2 separate regions of the Muntiacus reevesi genome follow, and region 2 is linked to region 1. Evidence: chromatin contacts called from public Hi-C data. All regions are on one chromosome and are shown on one strand. Each heading gives the region's core, a stretch centred on a gene start, on an enhancer-like site or on the middle of the called end of the contact. The rest is flanking DNA. Distances are from core to core; before and after follow the strand shown. Region 1 holds the start of ZFTA (zinc finger translocation associated). Region 2 holds the start of NAA40 (N-alpha-acetyltransferase 40, NatD catalytic subunit).

Region 1 (3,126 bases), core at 208-2,707:
AAGCCCCGGAAAGGGACCAAGGTCTGGGCAGACTTTTTAAGAGACAGCTGGTTAAGGGAGACCACCTGGGAGTCTGAAAGAGAAAGGGACGGGGGACGCAAGTCCCAACAGCCTAGAGCGCGCGCCCCGCGGCATCAGGCCAGGTCCTTCGGGGCCCCTCCAGCTCGGCCTCAGAGGCGGGGGCCGCGGGGCCCTTTAAGGGGGAGGGGATCCGCCCGAGCCCCGCGGGCCAACCCCGGGAGCTGGGCGGGGGGCTCCGCCGCTGGCCCTGCAGCCACGATCCGCGCCCGCCAGGTGGCGCCCCCGCCCGCCCTGCCCGCGTCCCCCGCTTTGTTCGGCGGCGAAGAGGGGCCCGGAGCCCGGAGCCGCAGCCCTCCCCTCCCCCACGCCGGGGCCCCCGCCCGAGCCGCCGGCCCCAGCCAGCTCTTACCGCCGTCGTCCTCCTCGGGTTCCGCGCTGCTGCTCGATCCGGCGGGCGGCAGCCGTCGGCCCCGTGCCGAGGCCGCTGCTGGCCCGGGGCCGCCCCTGCCGCCGCCGCCGCCGCCGCTCCGACTCCGGTGGTCCCCGCCAGGCTCCATGCGCTGCGCTGCGGCGCGGGGCCCCGGGGCGGCAGGGCGCGGGGCCGCGGGGCCGGCGGCAGCCGGCGCGCGGCGCTCGGTGCGCGGGGCCCCGGGGCGCGGGGCGCATGCACAGGGCGGCCGGCAGCACGGACGGCTGGCTGCTCGCTCGGCGGCGCGGGCTGGACCGGGGTGGGGATTCCTGTCTGGGGCCCCTGGGGCTCCTTTAAGGGCTCCTGGGTAAATTTAAAGGGGCCGCGCGCTATTTCCTCCTGCCAGCTCGCGGGGGGCTGGGGGGAGCGTCGGGAGGCTAAGAGCCCGACCGAGGCTCCGCAGCTGGCGCCCGCCGCGGACGTTAGGAGCACGGACCTCGCCGTCTTCGCGGGCCCGCGCTGCCGCCTGCGGGGCTCGGGTCCCGGCTCCTGGAGGGTCACCGAGGTGGCCAGGGGCGCAGCGTCCGTTGCGACGCGCTTCCACCCAGGCTCGGCTCGCAGCCACTGCCCCCTCGGGGCATCTCAGCGTCCGGCTTCCCGCACCCGCGCTGGCAAAGTGGGTCGCCCGGTGGGGAGGCCCGGGCCCCTACCAAGGGCTGCCTCCTCCCGCGCGAGCTCGGCGCGGGCCCCAGAGCGGACTCGAATGGCTGGGGCCCCAGATGGCCGCGGCCCCGCGGAGAGGGTGGAGCCGCGGGGGCGGCCGCGCCCCCTCCCGCGGGAGTCGCCGGGGAGCGCTGAGAGCTCAGGCTTCAGCCCTGGAGGGCGGACGGGCCAAGCGCCCTCGGAGCTGGCTGGGGCGGGGACCGCGGCCTTGGAGATCCGGGCCGAAGAGAGGGGGCGCGCAGGAGGCCGCGGAGAGCCGGCCGCGCCGAGGCCCGACGCCGCTGGGCGTTGGGAGCCCCAGGATGGAAGCCGGGAAGAGAGGGGGTGTGCCGCGGTCGTCTCTGGCTTTTGCCCTCGCAGGCCTGGGGGTGGCAGACGCGGTCCCGGACACTCTGGCCGGCACGAGGAGGCAAAGAACGCTGACCCCGAGCGAGGTGTCGGACACCTAGGGACGCGCCCCACCACGGCTGGGAAGCGCTGGAGCTGACCCTGCATGCGAGCCCCGGGATGCCTCGGAGCCCCCAGGTCTCGGGAGGCGCAGGAAAGGGGCCCGGAGAAGCAGCCAGGGGCTCGGCAGCCCGGGGTCCTTCCTCGAGGACCGGCTGGAGGAGCAGGTGCTTTCTTTGCCTGTGGTTGGTCGCCCACAACAAAGGCGATTCCTAGAGATCCAAATTACAGGGCGCGGGAGGCCGTGCAGGGTCTTATTATCTCGAGGTGGGTTTTATTCTCTTCTTTGGGGACGTGCCCAGCAATCCGTTAAAGTCACGCTTGACACTCATTCCTTTGCTCTCTCCACACCTACTATGTGCCAGCATGCCCCTAGGCGCTGGGCAGACAGCAGCGGGCAAGACCCACAAGTCTGATACTGACTTAGCACCCACGGCTTATGAAAAGGAAACAGTTCTGCCCCTTGGGGAGCCATGGGAAATTCTAAATTACTTGCAGCACAGGAAGCCCGTCTCCTGAATGTTTGTGAAGAGGGGCTGGGAACTAAAATTTCTGTAGTGTCTAAAAGGTGGCTGTCACCACTGGAGATGTCCCATCTCTTCCTCAGTCCCCATGATGACCTGCAAGAGACATCTCCTTGGGTGAAAACGGTCTCCCTGCTACAGGGCTGTTCTGTCCACTGCTGGCCTTCCTATGCTCCCTGACTTACTTGCGGGCAAGGGACCTGATACTGATGCAGCCCCCGATGGGCTATGTGATGGGGGATTCCCTCATTCATGCGTTCTTCACCTCTGCCAGGCTAGGGACACAAAGGTGAAAGAAGACACAGACCTGGCCTTCACATGTTCCTAAGTATGGTTTTTATTTTATATTTTTTTAAAGGTTTATTTATTTGTGCCAAGTCTTAGTTGCAGCCCAAGGGGTCTAGTTCCCCGACCAGGGATCGAACCTGGGCCCCTTGAATTGGGAGCACAGAGTCTTAGCCACTGGACCAGGAGGGAAGTCCCCCAAGTATGTTTTAAAAAAAAAAAAAAAAAAAATTAGGAAGATAGCCCATGCTCAGGGCTGACCACTGTGAGCCGCTTTTGATAAATGTCTTTCTGGTTCTTTTTCTCCGAGTATATATAGGATAATCTTATTCGTTATCAACTAAAACGTACGGACACCACCTAGAGGCGTTTTTAACAACCTCTGGCTCCGATCCTTGCTCCCATTTTCGAGCCTGGCTTCAGGACCAGCTCCAAGTCCATGGTTCCAAGCCATCTTCCACCCACATTTAATCCTCACAGCCATCCACAAAGCAGCTTTGCTTTGCAGATGAAGAAACAGGAGACTTAGAGTCTAGAGTCTCACTCAAGGCCATTCGTTCATTTGCTTATCCAGTTATTCAGAAAGCATTGACTGAGCCTGTCCTGCGTACCAAGCACCGGACTAGGGATGCAGAGGTTTTAAAATTATGTAACACAGCCCTGGAACGTTCTGTTCCCCACTTCCTAGGAGCTCTCAGTCTACTGGGTCTACTCTGG
Region 2 (3,126 bases), core at 383-2,882, 150 kb after region 1:
TCCTGCTGGGGAGCTTTGGACTACCTGCACCCCCAGCCTGGAATGCCCTTCCCCTAGACAGCCGCTGTACTTTCTGCCTCCCCTTCTTCAGATCTTGACTCAAATGTCACTTCTTGTTTGCCTTCTCCGAATGTTTTAGTTAAAACTATAAATCTGGGGACTTCCCTGCTGGTCCACTGGCTAAGACTCCATGCTCCCAATGCAGGGGGCCCAGGTTCCACCCCTAGTTATCAAACTTGATCCCACATACCTCCACTAAGAGTTCACATGCTGCAACTAAAGATCTTGCAAGTCAGAACTAAAGATCCCATGTACCACAACTAAGACCTGGTGCAGGCAAATAAATAAATATTAAACAAAATAAAAACAAATTATGACTTTCTGCATCTGTCTTCCCTGTTTCATTTTCCTGCATAGAACATATATCATCCAACATGATATGTATTTTACTGGTTCATTCATTTAGTTTATTATCTGCCTCTTCCTTCTAGAACACAAGTTCTATGAGGGCAGTGCCTTTTCTGTTGTTTTCTTTGTTGCCTGCAACAGTGCCTAGCACATGATGGGCACTCAACAAATGCTGCTTGAGTGGTTGTTTGGGGGCCACCCCTGTGCTGTGCTGAGGGAAGGACAAGGAGTAAAATATGACAAAATCTCTGAGGCTTGTCTTGGGTGGCGGTTTTCTGATTTTCATGAGTAGGACCCTATCTGGGGAGCTCTTAGAAATGAATATTCTGGCTCCACCCCTGGAGATTCTGGGGTAGGCTCCAGGGCTGCACAGTGCACAGGTTCCCCAGGTGATGGTGATACAGGTCAAGTGAGGGTCACACTGGTCTGCTAGGATAGACTGAAATGAAGGATGTCCAGGACGCCAGATGTCTCAATTTCACATGACCTTCCACTCCCCATTAAACATGCCTGCCTCCCCTCTGAAGTGTAAGTTCTGGACTGGGACAGCCTGTTGTTCCTTTCTGTGCTCCCTAGGTTCTGCATAGTGTTCGTATGGTCCTCTGCAGTGCTCAGTCCTGTCCAACCCTTTGCGACCCCGTGGACTGTAGCCCACCAGGCTTCTCTCTCCATGGGGATTCTCCAGGCAGCAATACTGGAGAGAGTAGCCATGCCCCGCTCAGGTATGGTCCTAGTCAGTGTTTACTGAGAGAGCGAATGAGTGGAGGATGAATGAATGGTTAGAAGACAGATATACAGATGAATTAAAAAGAAAAAAGAAAAAGAAAAAAAAGTTAGATGGATGAATGACTCTGGTTAGAAAAGGGATTTCAAGAGTTCACGATCTAGAAGGTGGGAAATGTTCCAAACACCTCTCCTTTGCCCGAGGGTTGTCGGAGGAGCAGGTATTTCAGAGGTCGTGACGCGACGGTCGGCTGGGAAGGTGGCTGCTCCGCGGATGACCAGGTTAAGGCGGAGGAGACCCAGAGGCCAGCTCAGCGGAGGCGCTGCCACCCACCGGGTTGCCCAGCCGCGCGCTTCCCCGCGGGCTGTGAGGCCGTTGCCGTGGCTACACACACAGCCTGGGGAGACGGGGGCGGGCCCGGGCTTACGTCATTCCTAGCGCGACGCTTGCTCCGCGCCTCCCGCCTCTTTCTGGTGTGCGAGACCCTCGGCCCGCCTCCCAGGCTCTCCACCTGCGCGCCTTCCCCCGCCCGTCCCTTCGCGGGGCTCTGCGCCGGCGCGGTTCCCGCCAGGGCGCGCTGGGGAGCCCGCGAGACGCACGCGCAGTGCGGGGCCCGCCGCCGCTCCAGTGTCGCCGCTACCGCCGCCTCCCAGCCGGCAAGTGTGGGAAGGAGGAGCTGAGCGCCACCGCCGCCGTTGTCGCCATGGGGGTGAGTGAGGCAGGGAGAGGAGACGCCAGGGCTGGGAGGGCTCCCCGCTCCCCTTGCCACCCCCCCTGCGCCCCCATTGTTCCTTGAACCCCCTCTCACGTGACCCTGACCCCCTCCGGCCTCACGTGACCCCCCTCCCAGCCCCCACATGACTCGACTACCTCAGTCGAAGTGCCCCCACGCCCGGCTCAACCCTGGGAATCTCCAGGGGAGCCCCCTCTCCGGGCCCCACCCCCTCCGGTGCCCCCCGCCTCTCGCGTCGCGCCCGCCTCTGCCTTCCTCTAGGATCTGTTATCTTCTTGGCGCCCACCCCACCCCCCTGCATCCCCGAGCAGTCCCTGGGTATCCCCCCCGCCTCCGTGGGTCACCCATCACCCGGCTGTCACTAGCTTCGTGGCTTTCCATATCCTAGGCCTGCGCTGGCTTGGAGGGAACCGAGGCCCAGAGGAAACGAGGCACCCAGCCAAGGTCACAGACCCTGACTCAGGGCTCTCGAATCCCCGCCGCTGCGCTTCCCGCTACCCAGTCTCTTTCGAACCTCTCCACCAGGTTCCTCTTGCTCCAAAAACATTCTCTTCCTTATCGACAGAGGTTTGCCTTCAGGGGCCTCCCAGATGCACGCAAGTGGGTCTTATTAGTTGGGTTGCTAGTGGTATTCACACCGCAGGTGGTTTTGCTTGGGGAAGCTGTGCAGAAGGTGAGCAGGGGGCGCTGGAAGGGCACTGGTGATGGCCCCAGCCCCGGATGGATAGTGACCACCTGTTCTGCAGAAGGCAGAGGTGCTTTTTATCCGGGGCATGTGCTGATAGAAGGTTGGGCAGAAGTTACGCGCATGTTTCTGTGAGTTCACCTTCCTAAGTCCTAGTTAGAGCTGCACCTGTCACTCTCCTGAACAAGTAACTGGCCCTCCCTGGCACCACATATCTTAGTTTTTACGCGAAATTTCCACCACCTTCTAGGGAGTCCTCACTTTGGAGCCAGAGAAACTCCAGTTCCAGGCTGATCTTCCCTGACTGGTGGCATGATGTTGTGCCAGTGAGCTGGCCTTTGTGGATTTGAATTTCCTCATAGATGTGATGAGGATGATACCTCCCCTTTGAGACAGATATGAGGATTAAATGAGATAGATGTAAATAGTCACATGGGTGTCTCTTAAATAGTGGCTGTTATTTTCCCCTGTATTCTCAGCAGTTTTCTAAAATAGATTTGTGCTATTTTTAACCCATTGGATTTGTCCCTACTGTTATTAACCTAGATTTTTATCCTCTCCACTCAAATAGTTATT

The links. A called contact is a pair of places that touch in the nucleus more often than the background predicts.
Region 2: a contact with region 1 is called in a Hi-C map of blood, with 4 times the contacts expected there. The contact joins the promoter of NAA40 here to the promoter of ZFTA in region 1. A contact is called at or near these places in 2 of 3 Hi-C or Micro-C datasets (blood and muscle).

Annotation. Positions count from the first base shown.
Region 1 is chr5:39,945,571-39,948,696 of mMunRee1.1, forward strand. It overlaps ZFTA (zinc finger translocation associated), which reads right to left and starts at 1,458. Exons shown (of 5, transcript XM_065937591.1): 1 at 431-1,458. The coding sequence starts at 578. All of the region lies in intron 1 of LOC136169673 (a long non-coding RNA gene), which reads left to right.
Region 2 is chr5:40,095,171-40,098,296 of mMunRee1.1, forward strand. It overlaps NAA40 (N-alpha-acetyltransferase 40, NatD catalytic subunit), which reads left to right and starts at 1,633. Exons shown (of 8, transcript XM_065937600.1): 1 at 1,633-1,841. The coding sequence starts at 1,836.